Linked DNA regions of Mus musculus: regions 2, 3 and 4 are each linked to region 1. The links are chromatin contacts, called in public HiCAR-type and promoter capture Hi-C maps. All regions are on one chromosome and are shown on one strand. The core of a region is the stretch at or near the end of the contact, and the rest is flanking DNA. Distances in the headings are between cores, read along the strand shown.

What was found. Promoter capture Hi-C pulls out the DNA fragments that hold promoters and counts their contacts. HiCAR-type assays count read pairs that join an accessible place to other places. Capture Hi-C pulls out chosen DNA fragments and counts their contacts.
Region 2: a contact with region 1 is called in a promoter capture Hi-C map of erythroid cells, with 12 times the contacts expected there. The contact joins the promoter of Anapc2 here to the promoter of Inpp5e in region 1. A contact is called at or near these places in 1 of 39 promoter capture datasets (erythroid cells) and 2 of 115 datasets of contacts at active chromatin or transcription factors (large pre-B cells and pancreatic cancer cells).
Region 3: a HiCAR-type map of astrocytes shows a contact between it and region 1, with 2.7 times the contacts expected there. The contact joins the promoter of Brd3 here to the promoter of Inpp5e in region 1.
Region 4: a promoter capture Hi-C map of adipose tissue shows a contact between it and region 1, with 2.6 times the contacts expected there. The contact joins the promoter of Brd3os here to the promoter of Inpp5e in region 1.

What each region holds. Positions count from the first base shown.
Region 1 is chr2:26,407,704-26,411,005 of GRCm38.p6, reverse strand. It overlaps Inpp5e (inositol polyphosphate-5-phosphatase E), which reads left to right and starts at 1,787. Exons shown (of 10, transcript NM_033134.3): 1 at 1,787-3,239. The coding sequence starts at 2,419. It overlaps Sec16a (SEC16 homolog A, endoplasmic reticulum export factor), which reads left to right. Exons shown (of 30, transcript NM_153125.2): 30 at 53-1,575. The coding sequence ends at 121.
Region 2 is chr2:25,271,014-25,274,315 of GRCm38.p6, reverse strand. It overlaps Anapc2 (anaphase promoting complex subunit 2), which reads right to left and starts at 1,850. Exons shown (of 13, transcript NM_175300.4): 1 at 1,639-1,850; 2 at 779-1,401; 3 at 384-516. The coding sequence starts at 1,800. It overlaps Ssna1 (SS nuclear autoantigen 1), which reads left to right and starts at 1,898. Exons shown (of 3, transcript NM_023464.2): 1 at 1,898-2,018; 2 at 2,188-2,387; 3 at 2,735-3,277. The coding sequence starts at 1,967. The coding sequence ends at 2,842.
Region 3 is chr2:27,473,851-27,477,152 of GRCm38.p6, reverse strand. It overlaps Brd3 (bromodomain containing 3), which reads left to right and starts at 1,480. Exons shown (of 12, transcript NM_001113573.1): 1 at 1,480-1,576.
Region 4 is chr2:27,440,975-27,444,276 of GRCm38.p6, reverse strand. Brd3os (bromodomain containing 3, opposite strand) reads right to left here and starts at 1,841. Exons shown (of 2, transcript NM_001360791.1): 1 at 1,463-1,841; 2 at 56-1,349. The coding sequence starts at 894. The coding sequence ends at 640.

The DNA.
Region 1 (3,302 bases), core at 538-3,037:
ACAGCCTCTGGGCATGGACACATGTAGGTCATTGCTGTTCCTTTTGTTCTAGGCTTCTGTCACCTCGGGAAATTCAAGGCCAGGGAGGATTGGCCAAAGAAAATATGCGGCATTGAACTAGGATTGCTGCTGGATTCTTATTTGGAACCCTGAGATGATTAGATAACTGTTCTTCACCAAGAACCAACTAGCTGCCTCAGGTCTCGTGGATCCCAGATGGACATGGCAGTAACTCAGAGCCGGTCATACTGTGTGTCTCCTTCCTTGCAGCCTATGTATATGAATGATTGAAAAATTGATTTCAAGGTTCCTTTCAAATGCTGGATAGAATGAATCTAATTCAAAGTCTTTTATGTAAAAGAACAATGTTTCTTTTTTAGTCACTTTAGACAAATTAAGGTTTGAGCCACTTGAGAATATCCCCGCAGAGAGGCTAGGCAGGGATTCACTACAGGAGAGCACAGTTACTTGGACACCAAGGCCTTTCTCACCTGAGAAATGGTGCAAACCAACCAGGGATCCTTAGGCTACTGAGAAGGCTGTCTGCTTACCTGGAGAGGACTGACTGCTGGGATGTCTGGCCTAAGAGGAGCCTCAAACTGCACTGGGCAACTGTGCCTTGTCCTGTGAACTGGGGAGTACATGCCAGCTCCTCAAAGGGTCACCAGATGGCAGCGGCTCCCAGGCTGGGGAGGAAGTGGTTACAAGGGCATGTCTCTCCAACATTTCCAGCCTCACTCCATTTTCTGTGGCCTCATTAGTGCTGGGTGCGTTTTTTTTTTGCTCCGAGCTTTCCGTCATGGCTCAGTCACTGGGGAGAGCCCCAGGGAGCTGATATTCTGAAGCTGCTGATCTGATTAACCAGGTCAAAAACTGGCTGTGTGCTGCAACGTACTGCCCTCCTAGCCAGGAGTCTGTATGGAGCCCTCTAGCTGACTCAATGTCACCTGCAGACAGCACTTAAAGCCTTGGTGGTATCTTGGAGTGGCTTACGGTGTCCTAGCGCACACTCTGGAACCTTGCATCTCTACCCCAAAGCCCACCAGGGACCTTCAGCAGCGACTCACTGGCTCACCCATATCACTTCAAGGAGCTGCCACCACATAAGAGTCAAAGCTTTAAGGCTTCACTGACTGTTCCTAAAACTATCCTTACACTCTAAAGAGGAAGGGAAAGAGAGTTAAATATTTAAAAATCAGCAGGTAGAAAACATAAATGGTTTGTTTGGTATTAAATTTAGAAATTGTAGAACATGGAATTAGTACAGCCCTTCCCGGTTTTCTGGTTCCTTGCATCATCTAGGAAAGACTCACAGAATGGCTTCCAGGACGTTCCATAGATGAGTGTACTTGGACCCTCCTGTTCCTGTCATTAAGAAAGGCCTGTCCCTGTGGGTCAGTAGCAACTTGTGTCCTTGCTGGGACCAGGCAGGACCCTTGCCTCTGGTTCAACCCTGCCCAGGCTCTGTGTTGACTGCCAACCACTTTGGATTCAAGAAGCTTCCTCCCTGGGAGCTGCTATTTTTCCAAAATTCACATTGTTAAATAAAATATTTTGGGCTCTCAAGTAACTTAATTTATGGCTTCCTTTGTGTTTTGAGGGGCAGACCAGCGAGATCTTTAGTGTTGGTAGAGCCTTGGGCAGCTATTGGGTGTGACTGCCTGTGCCTGGTCCTGCCGCGGCTTGGCAGGGCGGGAGCTCGTGTCGGGCGTGGCTTCCAGGCACCGGGCTGTGGTCCTCCGGCCGCGAGAGGGCGCTGTGGCGGCGATAGGGTCTTGGGCCGGGCAGTTCTCCGGAAGACTACAGAACGGAACCTGAGCCAGGGTGACCACTAGACTGAGCTGGGGCGAACCCTGGGCGGGGGCGGGGGCCGAGGCACGGGGCCGCAGTCGTTGTTCCAGCTGCCACCGTGACTGGCCTAGGTCCGCCTCCGCCAGCGCTGGGCCCGGCTGAATCAGACCTCGGGCGTCCGGCGGCGGGTCTGCTGCCGAACGGAGGGCGCAGGTGAGCCTAGGACGCTGAGCGCGCTGCCCTACTCTGCCTCGGCGGGGTGGAGGGCTGGCCGGGGGTGCTGGACAGACTTGTGCAGCTCCGTGAAGTGCAGCCCCGACCCCCTGGCGCCTGTTCTCACGAAGTCGCTTTTAAGACTAGCGAGCTGACTTCGGGGAGCCAAGAGATTTTTCTGCGTTTCCTCAGGCATCGGTGAGAACTCTCAAGTCTCCAGCCATGCAGCTACAGGCCCTCCTCCAAAAGGACCGCCCCATGCCACAAAGGGAGCCACTCGAGTTTTCATGGCATCGAGCTGGCGAACTCTGACGTGCATCCTTGACAACAAGAGTTGCTTGTTAACCTCCCAGGGAGGATCCCTTTCCTTAGGAGGGCCAGGCTGAGGGGGTCAGGGCTGGCCAGGTCTGGACTATGCCATCCAAGTCAGCTTGCCTGCGTCACACTGAGGCACCTGGGCAGCTAGAAGGCAGAATGCTCCAGGGACAGCCTCCGAACACGGAAAAGAAGCTCATCCCAACACCAGGCTTCTTACCAGCCTCTGACTCTCAGGGTTCAGAGACAAACCCCATGCCTCCTTTCAGCATTCCAGCAAAAACAAGCAACCAGAACCCACAAACTAAGGCAAATCTCATCACCCCACAGCCACCCATTAGACCCAAGTTGGAGCGAACCCTGTCCCTCGATGACAAGGGCTGGAGAAGGAGGCGTTTCCGGGGTAGTCAGGAGGATCTGACTGTCCAGAATGGGGCCAGTCCCTGCAGGGGCTCCTTGCAAGACTCAGTAGCCCAGTCCCCTGCCTACAGCCGTCCCCTGCCCTGCCTCAGCACATCCTTGCAGGAGATACCTAAGTCCCGAAGGGCCACAGGCAGTGAGGGAGGGAGCCCATCCTTGTGGAGTGACTGTCTTTCTGGAATGATCAGCACCTCCTTGGACCTCCTGCACAGAGATGCTGCCTCAGGTGGGCCCCCCTCCAGGTTGGCAAGTTTGCATGCCTCACACACACCACCAGCTATGGACCTCAGCATAGCCTCCAGCTCCCTGAGAACAGCAAACAAGGTTGACCCCGAGCACACGGACTACAAGCTCCGCATGCAGACCAGACTGGTCAGGGCCCACAGCAACCTGGGCCCTAGCAGACCCCGGAGCCCCTTGGCTGGTGACGATCACTCCATTCACTCAGCCAGATCTTTCAGCCTTCTGGCCCCCATCCGCACCAAGGACATCAGAAGCAGGTAGGGCTTTCAGGGGGGAGGGGGAGGGAGCTCTGGGGCTGTCATCAGAGGCCCTCATCTCAT
Region 2 (3,302 bases), core at 601-3,100, 1.1 Mb after region 1:
GAAGCATTCACTGGGACACCCTAGCTCCATGCTAGAGTGTACACTGGTTACAGGTTAATCCTGAAGGGAACTGTAGGCAATGGAAACTTGTAGGCAGTGGAAAGAAAAGGGTCTCGTAGGCCTGTCTTGCCACACCTACCTGAGGAAACTCGTTGTAGCTACCTCTGGTCCAGGATTTAAAATTTTTATTTTAAATGCACGACCTATTTAGTACATACGAGATTTGTTCTTGTCATCAGGATCCAGGACTGGCTTCTATAGACAGCACCAGGATAACCTCAACCATCACCACTCCTGGTCAACTTGCCTACTGTTTGGTATCAGGTCTACCACAACTCCACTTTTGCCTTTAACAAGAAACAGACCAGAGAGGTGATTCTCACCTTGTGAAACTCACGCAAAAAAGAGCGCTCATACTCTCCTCGGCAGCGGTCTTCCATCCTTTCCCGGGTCACCTGATGCAGGGTGGTTGTCACGGCCTCAGCACAAACCCGCTCCAGCAGACTGAGCCTATGCCTAGAAAAGATCCCCGCTCATGGAGAACCCACAACACACATCTGTCCCTTACCTAGGAGGGCTCTCCCCATAAAGATACTGCACACACACCCTATGCCTATGTCCAGGACAGTATAAACGTGATGAACAATAATCCCTGGTTACAAGTATGGGCAAAAAAGACATCGCCAGTTAGTCTATAAGCTCTATTGAGAGGTCTTTTGAATTCAGGACTAATGAAGCTTGCAGAGAAACCGCAGCATGGTTAGGAAGCAGTACTCACAGGACCTGGCTCAGCTGGTTGAACTGCTCCAGTGCCTGCCGGCACCAGCACTGCTGCTTGTCACTGCCACATCCTGCGCACAGAGGACTCTGCAAAAGTCGGTAGTACCTGCGGCGGGCATACCGGCTATCTAGCTCACCCTCTAGTTCCGGGTCTGTGCCCCCTTCTCCTTTTCTCTTGCTCTGCATATAGACTCTCAAGAAACGACCATAGAGGCGCTGGACCATCTCCTGGAATGTCCTAGGGGTGGAAAAAAACAGGACTCCCCGCAACATAGTGTGAACTTTCTCCCGAAGCCCCTGAGCTCCAGCGCCCATCAGCAAGCCCAGACGAGTCCATTTCTCTAGGAGTTCTAGGCTATGCAGATAGGGATCCAAGCGGCTTTCCAGCAGACCGAACGCATCCAGGAGCAGCCCAAGGCACTGGGGCTCATCGACAGAGTTTTCTCGCAGAGCGATGGCATTCCAGAACTCCGTGGCAATATTGCCTTGAAGGTCGTTCTGCAGCACTTCCACGAACCACTCCTCCAGGACAGAGTGCAGACCGTGTCCCCTCAGAACCTCCACCGCTGCACGAAGCTCTTCCTCCTTTGGTGGGACTGCACCGCTGGTCCGGGAAGACGCCTGGAGCACGGAAAACCGTGAGCAGAGGGGCGGAATAGGGGTAAAGGGAGAGGAGGGGCATGGAAAAACCCAGCAACCGAAGAGCTGCCAGGGAACCAAACAAATCAGGTAGCTGAGGAAGGAGGCAAGCCCACTACAGGCAGGCCACGGAGCTGTGAGGCCCCAAGGGTGGACCCCCTAAAGTATGCAAAGTCGCGGGAAATCTGCACAGGCCCGACAACCTTTCCCCGGCCTCACCAGCCCCAGCGCGGCCGGCGGCACCAGACCGGTGCTCACAGTATTCCAGGCAACCAAGAGCTCCTGTCCAGGCCTAGAGTCGCAGTCATCGGAGGCAATAATTGTCGCCGCCGCCGCCGCCGCCGCCGCCGCCGCCGCCACCGCCACACCCTCGGCCTCCATCACTGTCCACAAAACAGACCCGCCCAGTAGAGCGCACGGTGATGACGCAAGCGCGGACCTGTGGCGCAGCCGTGACGTTCACCAGCCCGCGCGCTTTGTGGGCAGTGCGCAGGTGCGGACTTAGCTGTGCAGGCGGCGGTTGAGGCTTCCGGACGCGGTGCAGACCATGACCCAACAGGGCGCGGCGCTGCAGAACTACAACAACGAGTTGGTCAAGTGTGAGCGTCGGGCACTGAAGGCCGCGGGCCGGGGCCGGCCGACCCACTCGGGAGGCTGCGTGGACATGCCTCACGAGCCCCGCTCTGCGGCCTGCCCCTCTGTCATTGCTGGTTGGGGTCGGAAGCTCACGAGTCCCCACCCACAGCTCTGTCTTCCCACCCACCCTAGGCATCGAGGAGTTGTGTCAGAAGCGAGAGGAGCTGTGCCGGCAGATCCAGCAAGAGGAGGACGAAAAGCAGCGGCTACAGAATGAGGTGAGGCAGCTCACGGAGAAGTTGGCCCGCGTCAACGAGAACCTGGCGCGCAAGATCGCCTCTCGCAACGAGTTTGACCGGACCATCGCAGAAACCGAGGCCGCCTACCTCAAGGTGGGGCTCTCAGATGTCTGTTGTGAGTGCCTTACTACCATCTGAGGCTAGGTAGGGCCCATTGTGGTTCAGAGGCTGTAGGTGGAACAGTGGGCTGTCTGTGGGTTCCAAAAGTGAGCATTGGTGTATTGGACAGAGTACACGGTGTGGGCCTGAATTAACCCAGCCTGGCTTTGCAGGGTGGAAGAGCTCTGGGACAGGTGCAGAAGGGAGGATGGTTTTACTCCATAACCAGTTGGCTACAGCACAGATGACCAAATTGAGATTTCCATCCTCCATTATTAGAGCCTGAGGCAATGGGACCTTCCTACCAGAGAAATAACATCCTTTTATTTCTCTGGCCCCAGATCCTGGAGAGCTCTCAGACTCTGCTTAGTGTACTCAAAAGAGAAGCTGGGAACCTGACTAAAGCCACAGCTTCAGACCAGAAGAGTAGTGGAGGCAAGGACAGCTGACGAGTGCCTGTTTCAGCCGTGGCCTATGGCTGCTTAGTCCTCAACATGTCTGTCCTAAAGCATCTTTGTTCTTCGTGGCCTCAGATGTCTTTTATCTCTGGTGCCCAGAGGGGCAATTTCTGACCTCCACCTGCCTAGACAAGAAAAGCCCTAGGACAGTCCAATGGAAGAGGTGTTCCCAGCTCCGTACTCACATGTGCTGTGGGGACCCTGAGCAGCTCCATGAGGGGCCTCTCTCTGAAGCTCCTGAATCCCTTTGGGCTACCAGGAATGTCCTGGTCCTGGTCTGAGTACTGTGGGAGCCCCTCACTTTGTCTCCCCAGCCACTAGGGCCCCAGGCCAGACATGTTGAAGAAAGAATCTTGACTCCAGAACCAAAACCTTAGGGCCCATCCCCATGGCCTCTGGTGTTTCAATAAAGGTTGTTTTGCAAGATCTGTGTCTGCTAGCTACCATATAT
Region 3 (3,302 bases), core at 231-2,730, 1.1 Mb before region 1:
TAATAGAACCTGCAAGGTGACTGCAGTTCTGCAAGCTCCCAGTCATGGCTTTGCTGGGGAGCCTGGGTTCAAGAGTTTAAGGACTCTAACTTAGAGCCTCCCAGGTCTTGCTCTCCTACCCTGTGTTCAGTCTGCGACTAAACAGCAGGGCTTCCTTGCAGTGGCCACCTCGCCCCAGGGTGTGAGAAGCACCCATGCTGTAGACCAAAGAGGAGACAAGAAGAGCCTGGAGAGGCTCCAGCTTGTCCTCAAATCTCTTCCAAGGACCCTGGGCTTGGAGCTTGGGACCTCTGAGACCAAGGATGTCACTTTGCCTTCTTGAGCCTTTTTCATTTTCAGGTACAGAACATATTCGTTGTGTATGTGTGTGTATGTGTGTGTGTACGTGTGTGTGTGTGTGTGTGTGTGTGTGTGTGTCTGGTATTTAATACCATAACCACCTGTGCATTTCTTGCATGCAGCAAAGTGCCCGCTCAGCCAGAAATAAACTCAGTGACACCAGGATCTTGGAATAGGTCCAGCTCACAGCAGAATTGGAACCCTGCATTGGCAGGCAGGTTCAGCGGGCACTGATGGAAAAACTTGTTTTGTTTGTAACGTTTTTGTTGGGGTCTATCACACACCCACCTTAAATTACAACTGGATAAAAACTGACTAACGTAGGCACCATTGTAATTTTCACCAAAACCAAGATCTGAAGTGTGACCCCGTCCTAACCCTTTCAAAACGCAGAAAAAGGGCGGGACTTAATCTCATTCCTGTCTTTCCATAGGCACATGGGGACACACTGAGACTCCAGAGAGGGAAAGTTGGCTGGCACAGCCTGAAGCATCCCTTACTGGTGTCTAGCTTTGGAGAATCCGCCTTTTTCCGGCACCACCAGCCAGGTCTCTTACGGAGTCCCCAGGTCTTCAACCCGCCCCAGGATTTTGGGGCGGGATTGATCGCGACTCCTCCCTGGCAAGGACCGCCCTGCGCGCGCCCTCGCCAGGCTAATTAGGCGCGCGGTTTGTTTACAAACATGGGCTGGGGCCGGTGCGCGCCTCCCTGCTTGTGAGCATTCGGGGTTTGAGGGAGGCCTCGGGGTACCCGGGTAGTGACCCCAGGGTGCTAACTGCGTTCCCGCCTTTCCCACGTTTTCCTAGGCTTCTGGAAATCCGCCCACCAGTTCTTATTCCCTGCGTGTGGCTGAGAACGCTAAAGTGAAGGCGCGCGGGCGGGCCAAGGTTCCAGCGTCGCCTCGGGTCCTGGCGGGCAACCTCCCAGCCCCGCCCCCACGCGCCCCTAGGCCGGGCCCGCTGGCGGCCAGGGCGGCCGGGCGGGCGGCCGGGGGCGCGCGGGGCGGGGCACGGCGTGGCGCCGGCGGGGCCGGGACATGTAGTCCGTGCGCCTCGGCCTCCCCTGGGCGGCCCTGGCGCGAGCCCGGGCGCGGACTACGACTCCCGCCAGGCGCCGCGGCGTAGCGCATGAGCCCTGTACAGCTCCGGCGCGTCTATTATGCTGCCGGGGCCGGCGAGCCAAAGAGGAGCCGGCCGCGCGGGCCGGGAGCAGACGGCGCTGGAGCCGCCTAGGCCAAGTACGCCTTTTTCTCGTTTCCTTGTACACTCTGGGCGGCGGCGGCGGTGGCGGTGGCGGCGGCGGACTTGGCTGAGAGAACACGGCCCGGAACGCATGGTGCAGGCCTCCCGCGCGTCTCGAAGCCCGGAGCCCGGGGCCGCCGCCTTTGTGCGCGGCCGCGATGCAACAAAGCGGGGCGGCCGCCTGCCCGGGGTCGCAGCGACTGCGCGGGCTCCGCTGCCCTCCGCCTTGCGCTGTGCGCCCGCGGCTTGCCGGTCGCCTCGGGCCGGACTGGGAGGCGTCGCCTTGGTCGGAGCGCCCAGCCTGGACTTGGCACAGCCCGCGCTCTCTGCGCCAGCCCTCCCTCACGGAAGGGATTTTTTTTTCCTTTCCCCTTTTCCTCTGCCCGCCATCTTCCGAAGGGGACTGCCTGGAGGATGCGCGGCGCGGGAAGGTGCGCGCGGTGTGCCCAGGGTCGCTCCGGCGCCACTTAGGGCGGATCGTCGCAGGGCAGGCCAGGCTGGGCCTGGACACCGCTGGAGCCTTGCAAGTGGGGCAGCCGCGGCGTGGCTTGGGGGGCGGCGGCTGCATTTGCAGAGTTATGGCCCGGGAGACGACTTTGCGCGCTTACGAGTTACTGGATTATTGCAGCCAGGCCAGGAGGAAACCCAGTTCATGTTTTGAAATCAGCCTAAACGAGTACTTAATCCGGGCGAGGTCGATTCGGATTGAGGTGGAAGGGGTGGGGTGCACGTCTTTTTCTTACTTCGTGTATAACACGCAAGCTAGTTGGGTGAGGAATGCGCACCCCAAAGCCTCTCGTATGTAAGGTTCTTGAGGATTCCCGGTGAAAAATCCTGGCGGCTTGGGGAAGTTCTCTCCACCAGTTGCTGCGACGGGGGCAGGGCTAACGAGGAAGCCATAAACAGTCTTCTTGCCCTGGGGCGGCGGGGGGGGGGCGGTAAGGAGCGGGAAGGGGGCTCACTGGGAGCCGGGGCATACCTTTTGTGAGTTCATACTTTAGGGCTCAATTTTAAGGCTCTGCCCTTTGCAATTTTGATTAAGAGCTTTCTGCCAGAAATAAGTGCACAGCTGTTGTTTCTCTACCTTAAACTTCTTAACTGTATAAGTTTGTGTCTCTGAGGTCATTCTTGTGTTCTTCAGTGGCTAACATGGGACTGGGTGCAGGAAGAGAAATGAGTGAAGGAATTGAAGGGCTCAGGTCCTGTCCCCCTTAACCCATGAGGACAAGCTGGTTGTTGTGTCGTCCATCCCCCCCCCCTTTTGTTTTGCACTTTCTTAGTGGTGTGCATTACTGGGGGTGGGGGTGCCCCTGAAGAGATCTGAGATCTCTGCTGTGCTGCTTGAAGTGAGTTTCTCACAGGCTTTCCAGGGTCCAGGAAAGGAAGGACTCCAAGGATCAAGCCCCAAGCCCCAGTGACCTTTTTTGAGTGGCCCTGAGTGTGGCCTCTCATTCGCAAATAGAGGCCTGTTTGCTGTTTGTTCTGTTGGAGGCCTTGATGTGCACTGTTGGCTGTAGATCATGAGAGGTGAGGTACAAGCTTGACAGTTCAGGAGGTGGGGGTAATTTCTTCCTGACCTTGCTTATAAACTCCGGGTCCACTGCTTTAGCAAGACACCAGGAATCTGTGGCGATCCAGACCTAGCCCCACATCCGGGGAATTCAGGAGAAAGGCATTAAAAAGCTTTTGTAGGGTGGATGACCAGGGGGTGTGCCAGTTCGT
Region 4 (3,302 bases), core at 592-3,091, 1.0 Mb before region 1:
ACTGTTATTTTAGAAAGCTGAGTAAGGTTTTACACAAGAAAAATGAGAAAGGGAAGAGTTTTTAAGATGTTTATTTAGAAAGCTCAGTTTTGACAAAATGCATCCCCACATTTGCATAGCCATGGGGGGGGGGGGAAGTGCTAGCCTCTAAATGAGTGCCTTCGCAGCCTGGTAGAAGAGAGGATCCGATTCGTCACCATCAGAATCCACTTTCCCCACACTCGATTAGGCTTGGAATCACTTCGGGGCACATTTTGCTTAAGGACACACCTATATAAGAGGCCACATCTGGTGGCTAGTGTGGATGCTATCACAACGCAGTAATGTCACTACCAGCACTGCCCCCCTTTCACATGCCACTGCAGTGAGCTGACAGATCTGGGACCCTGCAAGAAGAGTCACCTCCTTACCCTGGACCTGATCCATTCTATATCAGGCAGCAGCTCACAGCAGGTGAGGGTCGGGGTGTGTGTCTCTCTTGCTTCCCTTTTGTTTGGAAGCATTTCCTGGGCTTGGGCAGTGAGAGGAGCATCTAGGTACCTGTTGTGCCCCTAATAAAGTGTTGGATGACATTCTTGGGTGTTGCGTTTTTATACCACGGCTTGATCTTCATGGCCATCAAGGGTCTTCTCCCTGGAATTACATGATTGAGCAAAACTTAGACTGGCCAGTGTCCCTAGAGACCCCAAGCTGGTTTTTGTCTCGAACTAAGATGGCCTCATTTCCATACTGGGAGTACCACATGCTGCGGCTTCTGCTCAGGTATGTACTAGGTGGTACAGACTCCAACTTCTGCTGCTCTTGTTGCCAAATGAGCAAGGACGTATCCCTGTACCGGAGGCGGGCATAGGATTCTGACAGGGCCTTTTCTGCCAGCGGGACTCGCCCACTCATCCCACAGGCCCAGCGTCCTGCACACCTGGCTTTCCTCCTAGGCCAGGAACAGCCGGCTGCTGTGCTTTGTAACTAGTTGGCCAACAACCTTGATGGCTGTTGGGTTTGGGAGTCCTTGTTCAACTTAATAGTGAAAGTAGGTAACTTAGACCTTCCATAGGCAAGATCCTCAGGAGGGCAGGAGAATCCAAGACACATCTCTGACCATTCAGGAGCCACGTGAGAGCCATTCCAGACAAAGTGCTCTAGTGTTGACAGTGACTCCACACCACTCCTGGGAAGCTTATCAGGTGTCCACTGCCGCTGCAATACTGCTGAGCTCAAAGAGATGTATCCAGGGTGTCTGCAGCAGGGGCTGGCCTGTCCACCCCGCTCAAAACACAATGGGGATGTGGACTAAGCGTTGGTTCAGGTCCTTTCTTCTAGCCAGTCTTCCACTCTTACCAAGGGTGACACTACAAAGGGAAGAAACTGTCGGAAGGGGAGGGGAGTCGGGGACAGGCCCAGCATGGGCCTCACCACCAGGAGCAGCCTCTATGGGCCAGAGTGTTCAAGCGAGGTTACTCACGGATGCAGCTTGCTGAGCTGAGCTGAGCGGAAGGATGAGGCGGATGGACAATCGCAGGTCCCTTAATAACCCACAGACGGTTGGCGGTCCCAGGGTCTCCTCTCCGCTGGTGAGAGAAGCGGTCCTCAGCTATGGAGTAGAGAGCTACTGGAAGGAGGAAGGATGCGAGCCCTACGCCCCAGCGGCCAGCAAAGTCACCGCTTGCCCGGATGCTCCAGCGAAGCAGACTTTGCCACCGGCGCTCGCGGACACGCGTGGGCCTGCTGACGCAAGGGATCCAGGTCCCGGGCAGAGCCAGGAGGCCGCGGCTACGTCTCCATGGCAGCGTCGCAGGCGTGGCGAGCCGAGCACCGAGGACCAGCCTGCAGACGGACACATCGATCATTCTGTGGGCGGGGCCAAAGACCTAGAGGGAGAGGAGGAGCGTCCAGAGGGCGGTGGGGAAGGAAAGGGGAAGGACTGGAGTGGGAGGGGGAGCTTGGAGAGAACTTAGGTTAGGGGGCGGAGAGAATAGGGGGAGGAGGAGATCCAGAGAAAAGGGAGAGGGGAGGAGCTTGAAGAGAGGAGGAGCCGGAGAAAGAGGCAGAGCGAGATCCAGGATAAGGAGAGAGTGGAGAGAGAGGAGGATCCCGAGAAATTTGGGAGTGTGTAGTGGGGGAAGAATCTAGGAGATGGGGAGGCTCTGGAGGGGGGAGCATGAAAGGAATGCTAGGAGAAGACAGAGCTAGGGAGGAGAGGATGAGGATTGAGAGGAGGAGCCTGAAGAGGCAGAGGAAGAAGAGGCGTTTGGGGGAAGCAGAGTGGGCATTGCAGAGTGGAGGGGGTGGTAAACACAAAGGGAGAAGCCAGGATAGAAAAGGAGCCTGGGGAAGACACTCTGGAGTCAGGACTGGGAGGGAGATGGGGCTAAGAGCTGGGGAGAAGAGCTTGGGGGCATTGTAAGGAGGAGCATGGAGGGTGAGGAGCGGCTAGGAAACCTGGAGGAGATGCTGAAGAGGGATTAGGAGTTAGCATTAGGCACCTTCCCAGTTCTCGATCCTAACATGGTTTCTGAGGTTTTCTTTCTTTCTTTCTTTCTTTCTTTCTTTCTTTCTTTCTTTCTTTCTTTCTTTCTTTCTTTCTTTCTTTCTCTCTCTCTCTCTCTCTCTCTCTCTCTCTCTCTCTCTCTCTCTCTCTCCCTCCCTCCCTCCCTCCCTCCCTCCCTCCCTCCCTCCGTCTCTCTCTTTCTTTCTTTCTTTTTTTGTTTTTTCGAGACAGAGTTTCTCTGTATAGCCCTGGCTGCCCTGGAACTCACTTTGTAGACCAGGCTGGCCTCGAACTCAGAAATCCACCTGCCTCTGCTTCCCACAGTGCTGGGATTAATTTTATGTTTGGGTTGGAGCTTTTGTGGTCTGGAGTTTGACGCCACGGCCTTGGGCATGTTAGGCAAGTGCTCTAAGGCTAAGCTTTGTCTTCAGTCCTTATTTTCTTTGTGCAGTTTCCTTCTCAGACCTATTGCTGTTATTATTGACATCCCACTCAGATGATGGGCACATTTGTTTTCAATTTATTTAATGTGGTGTGGGATGCATCATTTCAAAAGTAGCTGCGAAATTCCGCCATTCCACATACTGCTCATTTGAATTGTCCTAAAGCCCCAGGAAAATTCAGCATACACTCCTATTACACCCGACCAAACACTGTGACCCCGTGTCCATCATTTTTCTGCATAAGTTCTATTTTCACACTTTAGTCCGATGCCAGTTAAGAATATTGACATCAGTGGGTGTTGGAAAAGGAGCAGGGTGGGATGGTGGTGGCAGGAATTTTCGAGGCAGAGGCAGGCAGATCTCTGAGTTTG